Regions from separate parts of the Sus scrofa genome. Here region 2 is linked to region 1. Evidence: chromatin contacts called from public HiChIP or PLAC-seq data. All regions are on one chromosome and are shown on one strand. The core of a region is the stretch at or near the end of the contact, and the rest is flanking DNA. Distances in the headings are between cores, read along the strand shown. Region 1 has its middle 23 kb from the start of HES1. Region 2 overlaps LOC110256390 (a long non-coding RNA gene).

What was found. HiChIP or PLAC-seq counts read pairs in DNA pulled down with a chosen protein or histone mark.
Region 2: a contact with region 1 is called in an H3K27ac HiChIP or PLAC-seq map of skeletal muscle. The contact joins two enhancer-like sites. A contact is called at or near these places in 18 of 47 Hi-C or Micro-C datasets (adipose tissue, alveolar macrophages, embryonic fibroblasts and 11 more) and 2 of 2 datasets of contacts at active chromatin or transcription factors (alveolar macrophages and skeletal muscle).

What each region holds. Positions count from the first base shown.
Region 1 is chr13:131,155,889-131,161,143 of Sscrofa11.1, forward strand. No RefSeq gene overlaps it. Among named protein-coding and RNA genes, the nearest start is that of HES1, 23 kb to the left of the region's middle. Within about 2 kb of position 3,108, at least 28 of the 83 cell types and tissues checked have an H3K27ac peak or open chromatin away from gene starts, as enhancers often do. A contact at or near this core is called in adipose tissue, alveolar macrophages, fetal liver and 2 more, where this site is marked.
Region 2 is chr13:131,258,429-131,263,683 of Sscrofa11.1, forward strand. The region is part of intron 1 of LOC110256390 (a long non-coding RNA gene); the gene reads right to left. Among named protein-coding and RNA genes, the nearest start is that of CPN2, 77 kb to the right of the region's middle. Within about 2 kb of position 2,278, at least 46 of the 83 cell types and tissues checked have an H3K27ac peak or open chromatin away from gene starts, as enhancers often do. A contact at or near this core is called in adipose tissue, alveolar macrophages, fetal liver and 2 more, where this site is marked.

The DNA.
Region 1 (5,255 bases), core at 1,858-4,357:
CATTTATTATTTTCCTTTAATAGTCATTTTCCTCTCTGTACAAAAGTGTTTTCTTATTTGATAGTTTTTCTTTTGCAACATTTTTTCTTTTTCTTTTAAAGACAATTCCAGGAGTTCCCGTGGTGGCACAGCAGAAACGAATCTGACGAGGAACCATGATGTTGTGGGTTCGATCCCTGGCCTCGCCCAGGGGGTTAAGGATCTGGCGTTGCCCTGAGCTGTGGTGTAGGTCGCAGACGTGGCTCGGATCCTGCGTTGCTGTGGCTGTGGTGTAGGCTGGCAGCTACAGCTCCGATAAGACCCCTAGCCTGGGAACCTCCATGTGTTGCAGGTGGGGCCCTAAAAAGCAAAAAAAAAAAAGGTCAATTCCAGTGACCTGCAACATTTAGATATGAGTTGCCTACTATTGCTTGGTAGTTCTCATTCCACAAGCCAATTTGTAGCAAAACTGATACATGGCAAATGAACGTAATCACACATCATTGTGTGTGTGTGTGTGTGTGTGTGTGTGTGTTTAACATTTAAGCTAAAGTCAACTTAACTGTGTTTTAAGAAACTTATGACATCACTAGAAATTTCGAGAAACCCTATAGGCTATAACAAGCCCAGGCTGGGCTTCTGTAAAACCCTCCTTGATCCTGGTTATGATGTTATATGAGCTACTGAGCTGCCATCTTTGAAGTAGGGCTGAAGGCTGTTTCTCATGTTTTGCTTTTTCCCCTTGGTTGAAACATTTAAGTAACTGAATGCATAATTTTTTGCAGACCCCATGCTAAAAGAGCCATCAAAACCAAAATTCACATGATGTCCACAAAACTGCTCTTGACTATGAACATGAAATATTCCCTCCAGAAATAGACTGGATGTGAACGGAGTCATAAATTGCTGTTGAAGGAAGTCTGTGCTCACATCTCTGGAAATGAACATTAAAAGGCCTGGGGCCCCCAAGTCTGCTCCAGCTGGAGTCCTCATTCCCTAAGTCTTGTCTATCAACTTGATCCAGCTTGATTCTAATTTGGTTTGAGAGCCTACTTCTGCTGTTTGCATATATTTGAGTGTCTATTAAGGCCTAATAGTACTTTCTGCTCGTGTAACAGGTACATCAAGTGTCTAAAGGCACTTCTCCTTGCCAGACCCCAGGGTCTGGGGCTTTTCTGAGAAAACCCACCAATGAAGCTCGAAAGCTCATGGCTCCTGGCTGCCTAGAGTTCTGGTCTCTGGTCTCCATCTTTTCATACTTCCAACGTTAAACTTACTGAGCACCTACTATGTGCTGTACTACATCACTGTGAAGAGACAGATGAATGAGATGCTGCTCTCTCCACCGCTGGAGAATTTAGGTATAAATAAAGAATTTTCTAAAGGGGGCCCCTAAGGTGGATTCAAGCCAAAAAAAAAAAAAAAAGAGTTTTTTGTTTTTGCTTTTTTTTTTTGCTCTTTTTAGAGCCACACCCATGGCACATGGAGGTTCCCAGGCTAGGGCTCAAATCAGAGCTACAGCTGGTGCCCTACACCACAGCCACAGCAATGTGTGATCAGAGCCATGTCTACAACTTACACCACAGCTCACGGCAATGCTCAATCCTTAACCCACCGAGTGGGGCTAGGGATCGAACCCAGGTACTCATGGACCCTAGTCGGGTTTACTTCCACTGTGGACCCTAGTCAGGTTCACTTCCACTGAGCCACGACGGGAACTCTAAGAGCTTCTTTTTTGAAAGGCTGGGGATGCCAGGCAGTTTGGCAGATGAGAGCAGAGGGAGAAGAGAAGAGGTTAGAAGAGGCTCCAGGGCTGGGTGTGATTTCCAGTGGGAAGGCAGAGAAGGACCAGGTCTGACTGGTTTCATGTGCTAATGAGTCACGGCCCTGAGTCAATCCTTGTCCAGGAAAAGCTGCCTCTTTAAATTCCCTGGAGGGGGCCTGGTGGAGCCCAAAGCTGACCTGGAGATGGGCACTGCTCCAACTCCTGGTCACCTTGGCGATGTCACCTGCCCTCACTGAACTCCAGTTTCTTTATCTGTAAAATGGGAGCTTTGAATGATGTGGTCCTGGGGTTCCTCCAACTTGGAGCCCCAAATCCCCTGAATTGCCCTCCCCAGAGGCCTGCCCCCCCTTGAATGAGAGTCAATAGGTGCATACAATGTGAGTAGCTGAGTGACTGGATTTTGGGTTTCAGGTGACCTGACAGCAGCAGGCATTTCCCTGCCACCTCCGGGTCAGCTTCTCTCCTCTCCCTGTGGCTCTGTATTTCTTTGAGCTGGGGGAGGCTGTTATGGAATCCAGTGTAGGCTCAGACCTGGAGGTCACCCACCTCAAGGGAGTCAGGGAGCTCCCTCTTACCTCCCCTCCCCCCGGGCCATGGACAGAGTGGCCAGCCTGGGCCTGTGGGTCTGGACAGTGACCCTTCTGTAGGATTGGTCCCCTTTCCTTCTGTCCTGTGGGAGGCTAGTCTTCTTAGTTCTGAAGAGTGTCCCTGGGTACAGTTAAGGAGGTGGTGAAGGCGGGAAGAGGAAATCTTGAAGGGGACCCAGGGCTGCCTGGAATTGTCCCAACCTCTGAGTGAGAGAAGAAAAAAACAAAAAATCTCTGAGTTGGGGTGAGGAAGGTTGTTTAAAGGCAGCAGCGAATTGGGGTGAAAGAGCGGGGTGGTGGGTATGGAGAGAGAAAGACACAGGACATGAGACTGATATGGTATTCTGAGAGCACAAAGCTGGACGCCGGTTCCTGTCCCACAGCTGGATCTCAGGGCTCAGGCTGAGACTCTCAATATCTTGATCTCTCTTTCATCCTCCCTTCCCCTCAGCCCCCCCCCCCATCTTCTGTTGCTTCCGTGGTTTGCATTATCTTCTGCCAAGCCCCTCGGGACCTGCCATAAGTCTTACCCCCACTCCAGGAACTGTGCACAGACGCCACTGAGAACAGAGCCCTCCACGCCAGAAACAGCACACGGGCTTCTGCTCAGCCTCTGTGGCCTTGGACCAGCTCCCGGGAAGGGCCCCTGCCTGGTGACAGGCACCCACACAGCCTGCCTCACAGAGGCTGCACTGTGGGGAGCCCCTACCTCCCAGAGGAACAGGCAGGCGTGCTCACAGCCACCCCTCGGCCTAGGCTCAGCCAGGTCCAAGGCACAAGGCTTCTCTCCCAAGGGACTAAGCTCGCAACTCACTGACCTTGAGAAAGTTATTTTTGTCTCTGCAGACTTCCCTTTCCCTGTTTTTAAATAGATCGGAGATTTATGCAGCTTAATTCATAAAGAAGCTTCATGGAAAAAGCCTGACTTTTTCTGAAGTGTTTTGGTTTCCTGAGAAGAACCCAAGGTTCCAGGAAACCTCCTGGAGCTGTCACAGACGCATGTGTACACGTACACACACACACACACACACACACACACACACACACACAGTGCACAGACTGGCCCCCAAGCTCACACTACACCACACTGATTCCTAACTGGGCGGGGATGCCCCGGGACAGGGACATGGCTTTGTGCGCTACTGGGTCCCCTACAATGTAGTGGGGAATAAAGTTTTGGAATAAAGTTAATGCTCAATACATGTGTATTGAATGAATGTGCTTGACACACACTGCCCGTGTCCCCTCGGCCCCCCTCTCCCCGCCAGGTGCTGGCCACTGTGCCCTTAAGCTGCTCACGGTCCAGGAGAGAGACAAGCTCATAAACAAATACAGCCAATACAGAGTGTTAAGGGCCAGCAGGACAGAAGAGAGCGCACAAGAAGGCTCAGAGGAGGAAGAGAGGGTTCAGCTCTGCCCCGTGGGGGTGTGGGGACAGGAGGCTGAAGGCTCTGAGCATTGATGGAAGGGTGGGATTTCATTAGCCTGATAAGAGGGGTGGTGAGGGGTGGTGCTGATGGCAGAGAGCTTTCCTTCCTTAGTAGGAAAACGTGTTCAAAAGCAGAGAGCCCTGAAACAGCATGGAAATCAGGGAGGCAGGGTGCTAGGAGATGGGGGGAGGGCGGGGGACGAGGGGCTGGATGGGGAGGATTGGATCCTGTAGGTCATTATGTTGGAGTTCCCGCTGTGGTGCAACGGGATTGGCAACGTCTCTGCAGGACCAGGATGCAGGTTCGATCCCTGGCCCGGATCCAGCGTTGCAATAGCTGGGACATAGGTCACAACTGCAGCTGGGATCTAATCCCTGGCCGGGTAATTCCATATGCCACAGGGCAGCCCAATACATACATACATACATACATAAAGACATTATATCCCAGTGTTTTCTAGGGATTCCTATGCTGAACTTTGACCTTCTTGGGACCTTAAACTGTAATAGTCTTACTCTTCTCTCTGCTGACTGAGAATCTATACAAGCATGATGGGCTTACACACACCCTCCCCGTAACTCTGAGACTCCCCCCACTCCCACGTCTGTCTCTACACCAGGGCCCCTATGTTGGAAAGCGTTACTTGGGAGGATCATTTAATCTATCATCCAAACTGCTTCAGTTTGGGGAGTGAAAGGGGTCACTATGAATAACTGGACCAGGGCAAGGAGCAAGAACTTGGACTATTCTGGGCAAACCAGGCTGTCGGGTCGCTCTAGCTAAGGTCTTAGGCTGCCAGTGGAGGGTTGTATAGAGGTAAACGGTGCAATCAGATTTGTGTTATTAGAATTGAGTTACTCTCTCCCTTTCATTTCTTTACAGAACAAAGGGAGAAAGAAGATAAGGATGGTTCACATGGTCTTGGAGGCCCTTTCCAGCGTGGCATTCTTCATAGATTTATATCTGGTAGGCAATTGAATGGTGAGAAGGGGTAGATAAAACCTAACCTCAAGGAAGTTTGGGAGGCGGACTGCAAGTCAACCTAAACCATGAAGATCCATACCAATATCCTGTGTTTTTAGTTGAAACCCAATGAAAGCGCCCAAGAAAAACACTCCCAAGGAAACTCCACTCATCCACCCCTCCAGGAAGGGAAAGGCGATGCCCATGAAAACATTCCATTGAAATTAAAGCCCTGCTGCCAATCACCCTCTCCCCCAAGTCCTAGCCCTCCCTTCTCTTCCTGACTCCGGTAGCAAGCAGGTGAGATGTGGGTGGATCTGTGAAAGCTGTGAGAATTAAGTGCTCACATTAGTGCTCTTGGTTCATCTGCCAAAATAATCCTTTTTTTTTTTTTTTCCTTTTTTGGCTGCCCTGCGGCACACGGAGTTCTCTCAGCCCAAGTCTGAGCTGCAGTCAAGGCCTCAGCTGCAGCTGCAGCAACTCCAGATCCTTAACCCACTGTACCAGGCT
Region 2 (5,255 bases), core at 1,028-3,527, 100 kb after region 1:
TTAAATTGATGGACCTGGAAGCCACTGGAAGCAGCTACCGAAATGACATAGGTGAGGACAATGACCACGCAGGGGCATGCAGAGGAGGGAATGGTAGCAGCTCTGGTAGCTGCTGGTGTCAGGAGGGAGAAAGCCTCATTCACAGATGACCTTTGATTTCTGACTTGGGATCTGGAGAGCTGGAGAAGGAAAAGCGGCTTGGGAGGTAGAGGACAGAAATGAGGAGGTCTGTTTTGGACAGTGAGTTTGGGGTGGTTATAGGAGAGCCGCATGGGGAGACTCCTGCCAAGCTGCCTGGGTCTCCATAACCCCATTTTTTCCGGGCTAAGGGCTATCTTTCCATTTATCCTCATAATATCCCCTCTGTATGTCAGGGAAGATGCTGAGGCTGAATCTGCAAGCTGACTCTGAGCATAAAGAGACTTCCAGCAGTAACACTATTTTCTTCCAAGAGCAACTGCCACCATTTCTTCAGCACTTACTGTGTGTCCAGCACTGGGCCCCCAGCTTTTCATGCGTAGTCTATTTATCTCACAGAACGATGTGAGGTAGTCTGCACCCTATCTCTCATACAGGCAAGCTGAGAATTAAGACTGAGAAAAAAAGTAAGGGACATGCCCAAGTTTTCACAGCTAGAAAATAGCAGAACTGGTGTTTAAATCAGGCCTGCAAATTAGCTCCCAATGAGCTTATACGCAGCTATATGATACTGCTTCCAGATGAGAACCTGAATTTAAATCTAACTAGTTCTATAATGGTTTCATTTGCAAATTCACTCATTCATGTATTCACTTGTGGAATTAACACTGGACTCCTATTAAGCACAAAGTATGAACAACATCAAGGCAGAGTCCCCATCGTGGTGCAGAGGAAAAGAATCCGACTAGGAACCATGAGGTTGCAGGTTCGATCCCTGGCCTTGCTCAGTGGGTTAAGGATCTGGCATTGCTCTGAGCTGTGGTGTAGGTGGCAGACTCAGCTCAGATCCTGCATTGCTGTGGCTGTGGCGTAGGGCGGCAGCTGATGCCAAGGAGAGTGACTAAAGCAACGGGCAGGCTTTACCCAGGAGGAGGTTTTCAAAACAGGCTTTGACAAAATGATGAGATGTTAGCAGCCCACGCCAGCCAGAGTGCTCACACACCCCTTCCCAGCCCCCTTCCCCCAACTTCCACCCTCCCTCCCACCCCCATGCGCCTGTGCTTGAATGCATACAGTCCAGAATAAGGTAGGAGACAGAGAAACAGTTGTGCACGTGGAGAGTCATCATCCAAGTTCTCTTTCTGGAGCATCACAAGTCATGGCAGTGTTTCTGGCTCTGCCGTTGCTGAGCTGCAGGACCTTGAACAAATTTACTCGCCTCCTGGTCCTCACCAGCCTATCAGCTTGTGCAAGGCAGATGTGTGTGTGTGGGGGGGTGGAAATCTCTGAGTGACTGGTCAAAAATTTAAGCACTCTGTCCTGCTGTATAGCACTGGAACTGTATCTACTCACTTATGATGGAGCATGATGGAGGATAACATAAGAAAAAGAATGTATATATGCATGTGTGACTGGATCACTTTGCCGTACAGTGGAAAATCAACAGAACACTATAAACCACTATAAACCACTATAATGGAAAAAATAAATATCATTTTAAAGAAAATTTAGGCGCTCTGCAAATCCTGGGGGTCTTTCAGATGGTTGTATGCACACAGACTGCCTTGAAGATAATCACACGTAGCGCTTGGAAACAAAACTCTTAGCCCTGAACGCAAAGTTGCCTTTGTCCCCAGCGGACCACATTCTATTTTCTATCAATTCCCTCACAATGCAGCTTGGTAGGTTATAAAAGAGCCTCTCCTTGAGAGGAGTCATTTTCATGCTGGGAACATGCAGACACCCCGCCCCGGGAGATGACAGTGTGTTTTCCCGGAGGTGGAGGCAGCCTGCAGATTGGATCTGATCTGAGTTTATGCCGGAGGTCTGAACCCAAGGGAACACATTTGTGTCTGGAAGCGGGTCTTTGCAGAGCCTCAGCCAGCTGGCTCAGCTCTGCTAGACGCTGTGTTCCCTGCTCCCTCACCCTTCCTCCAGGAAGCACCTCTTCTGGCCCAGCCTCGATGATGCTTTTCCGTTCACGCCCTTCAACCCACATCCCCGGCTGGCCGAGGGGGAGCCCGCCCGTGCTGTCAGTGCCGCCCGCGGCACCTGGCTCGCCTCCCTCCACGCTTGGCCAAAGCCTCAGACGCAGAAGAAACCAGAGCTGGCTCAGCTGGCCAGCGCCCGGGCTTCCTGTCCAAGTGTTTGCGGCCGGGCTTCCTGCTGACGGAAGGGCAGCGCTCCTCTGACATCCCAAGCGGTGGCTCCCAGGGCCCCGGCCGCCGAGCACATCCAGCTGGCACCCGGCGCAGGAGCCATGGCTGCGCTCCGTGCAGCTGTCAGATGACATTCACAGGGACGCTGGGGTCAGGCCTGGAGAGCTATAAAGGGGATTCCTTTGGGGAGGGAGGAAGCTGTGAATCAGACCAGAAACCCGGGAGCTCAGGCTTGTCCTGGGCAGGCGGCCAGACCACGCCTCGCAGGCCCCCCCCTCTGACAGACCCCCTTGCTTCATGTGGGCCCACCTCCCTGCCACCTGCGCTCTTTCCCAGTGAGAGCCTCCAGCACATGGCTTCCCTCCGCCCCAGGTGGACTGGGAACGGGGCCACGCACCCAGATGATAGCCCACCCGGGCTCTGACCCCATGCCCTTGAGGAATTTAGCTTCACGGAGAATCAGCTTCCCCTTCACAAGTGGAAACTGGAGAGTGAGAATATTTTCAGAGTGTTCCATGTTTATTTTCCCACGTTTCAAGGGCGGCGACATAGGAAACGGGGTCAGACTTGTTCTCTCTAGCTCCAGAGGTCAGGACAAGCATTCTACGGAGGCAGAATTCAGTTTAAATAGGGGAAAATGAAACCCCCGAACAGGCCATCCCCTAAGTAGTGAGCACCCTGTTGCTAGACTTTAAGCTCTGCGAGGGTCGCTGTCTGTCTTCATTCCTGCCAGAGGACCAAACCAGCACGGTGCCTGCCTAAGAGTAAAGGCTCCAAATCTTTGTGGAAGAGAGGAGTGAAGGCGGATAGAAAAAACAGGGAGGGGTCTTCCCACTGCCTCTCAATAGTAACGAACCTGACTAGGAACCATGAGGCTGCGGGTTCGATCCCTAGCCTTGCTCAGCGGGTTAAGGATCCGGCATTGCCGTGAGCTGTGGTATAGGTCACAGATGCAGCTTGGATCCCACGTTGCTATGGCTCTGGTGTAGGCCGGCAGCTGCAGCTTCGATTTGACCCTTAACCTGGGAACGTCCCTGTGCCATGGTGCAGCCCTAAAAAGAAAAAAAAAAAAAAAAAAAAAAAAACCCAGGAGGGAAAGAGAGGTGGAAAGAAGGAAGAAGAGAGAAAAAGACGAAAGGAGAAAAAGGGGAAAGGATCATCTTCGAGAAGATTCCTCCTTTAGGAGAGAGTTTGGACAAGCTGACTGCAATTGTCTTTTGGACTCAATGATTACAAGACAAGGATTTTAAGCACCCACTCCAAGGGGACACATCAACTCCAAAACCAGGCCGAGCAATTCTCTTGTGACACTGTGTTCATAGGCACAGGCCTTGCCACCCGAGCACTCTGTGGTCTACAACGCCCCCAAGACAGACACAAACACACACACACACACACACACACACACACACACACACACACACACACACACAAGTTGTCCCTCACTTCTACAGAATCCTGAAAAACACAGAGTCTGCATTTGAAAGACGTAGAGCCAGAGGTTCAAAGACGGCATGTGACTTGTCTGAGCTGAGACTTAGCCTCAGGTCTCCTGACCCTGAGTCCAGTAATAAGCAGGCTAGTCTGCCTTCCTGCCTGCCAAAGAGCTGTCTGCCCCTGAAGACAGCTATCATGGTCTCACACGAAACTGAAGCACCAGAGGTTGCCCTATCCTTTGAAAAAATGTAGAGGAAACAGATCTTCCTAAAAACAACAACAACAACAAAAAAAAAAACACTTCCCTTTCCCGGCCTGGCTCCCAGCAGGATAAGGCTTGGGCACGACCACTAATTGCAGTAACCGGCAGAGGATCTGGGACTCTTTCCAGAGGCAAGTTTACTTTCTAGGGCCAGCTCTCCAGAGCACTGGTTGGAAAGATGTGTTCTTTTCCAAAGGTCTGACTAGCTGGAGATTAGGCGGGTCATTTGCCTGTCTTCTGTCCCTCTGTGTTCCTCTCTCACAGGGGGCTGACCCCTGTCGGCCACATTCCCCACCAAGACTGGTTTCTACCCTCGGCTCCCCACCGCCCCCGCCCCCGGGGGGAAGGACAGAGGGTAGAAACCAGCCTTTCTCTCTGTCTCTCCCTTTATCTGGAGCATCACCTCTGGGGTCCCAATTCCTGCCAGGGGACTTCTGCCAGGGTTCCAGCTCTCTCTGAGTTCTGGAAACACAACCTCTTCTCTGCCCTTCCAGCAGGAATGGGGCCATTTTCTTGTGGCTGCTACTCTCAAGGCTGCCTTTCACCCAAGTCTGCCCTTTCCTCTCTTCCAAGGTCTTCACAGCTAGCTTCCCTCTGCTGAGGTTTCCGGAATGGGCTATGTCTCCCCCCTGGACTCTGACTGACTCCATGTCAGTGTGGGTGGGTTGAGACCCAGCGCAGAGAGGGTTAAATGGATGGCAATATGGGACTCTCTCTAAGGACCACCTTAAAGAGAGTCAGGTAGTACCTGAGGAAGTACCAAGAGAGTCAGGTAGGCAGGCCAGGAGGCTCCTGAGGAAGCTACCTGTGTATGAGGAGGCAGGCCAGGGCCACCCTGGCTCTGCATGGGAACCAGAGGACCTGGAGTCAGCCCACTGTCCCATCGCAGGCCCCTTCCCCTCTCACAAGGCCCCACCTGCCCAGCATCCCTCAGTGCTAGGACACAATCAGTGCTTCTCACACATGTGGGCCAGACGGCAGGACTCAGCCTCTCAGAGCTCTGAGCAAGCCAAGATTCTAGGTCCAGAAGCTTCTAGGTCACCTCCATCGAAGCGGAAAGAAGGGCTCCCTCAGCACCATCAGCAAAGAAAGCAGGTGTCTTTCCTCCCCACTCCCAAACTCATGGCATCTGGGACTCAAAAAGAAGAGTCACAGTCTCTTCCTGCCCCCACCTCACCCCCAAGGCCCCTCACTCTCCTAGGCTGAGGTCTAATCGGGACTTTTAAGAGTCCCGCCTAGGCAGAGACCCAAGGGGAGGC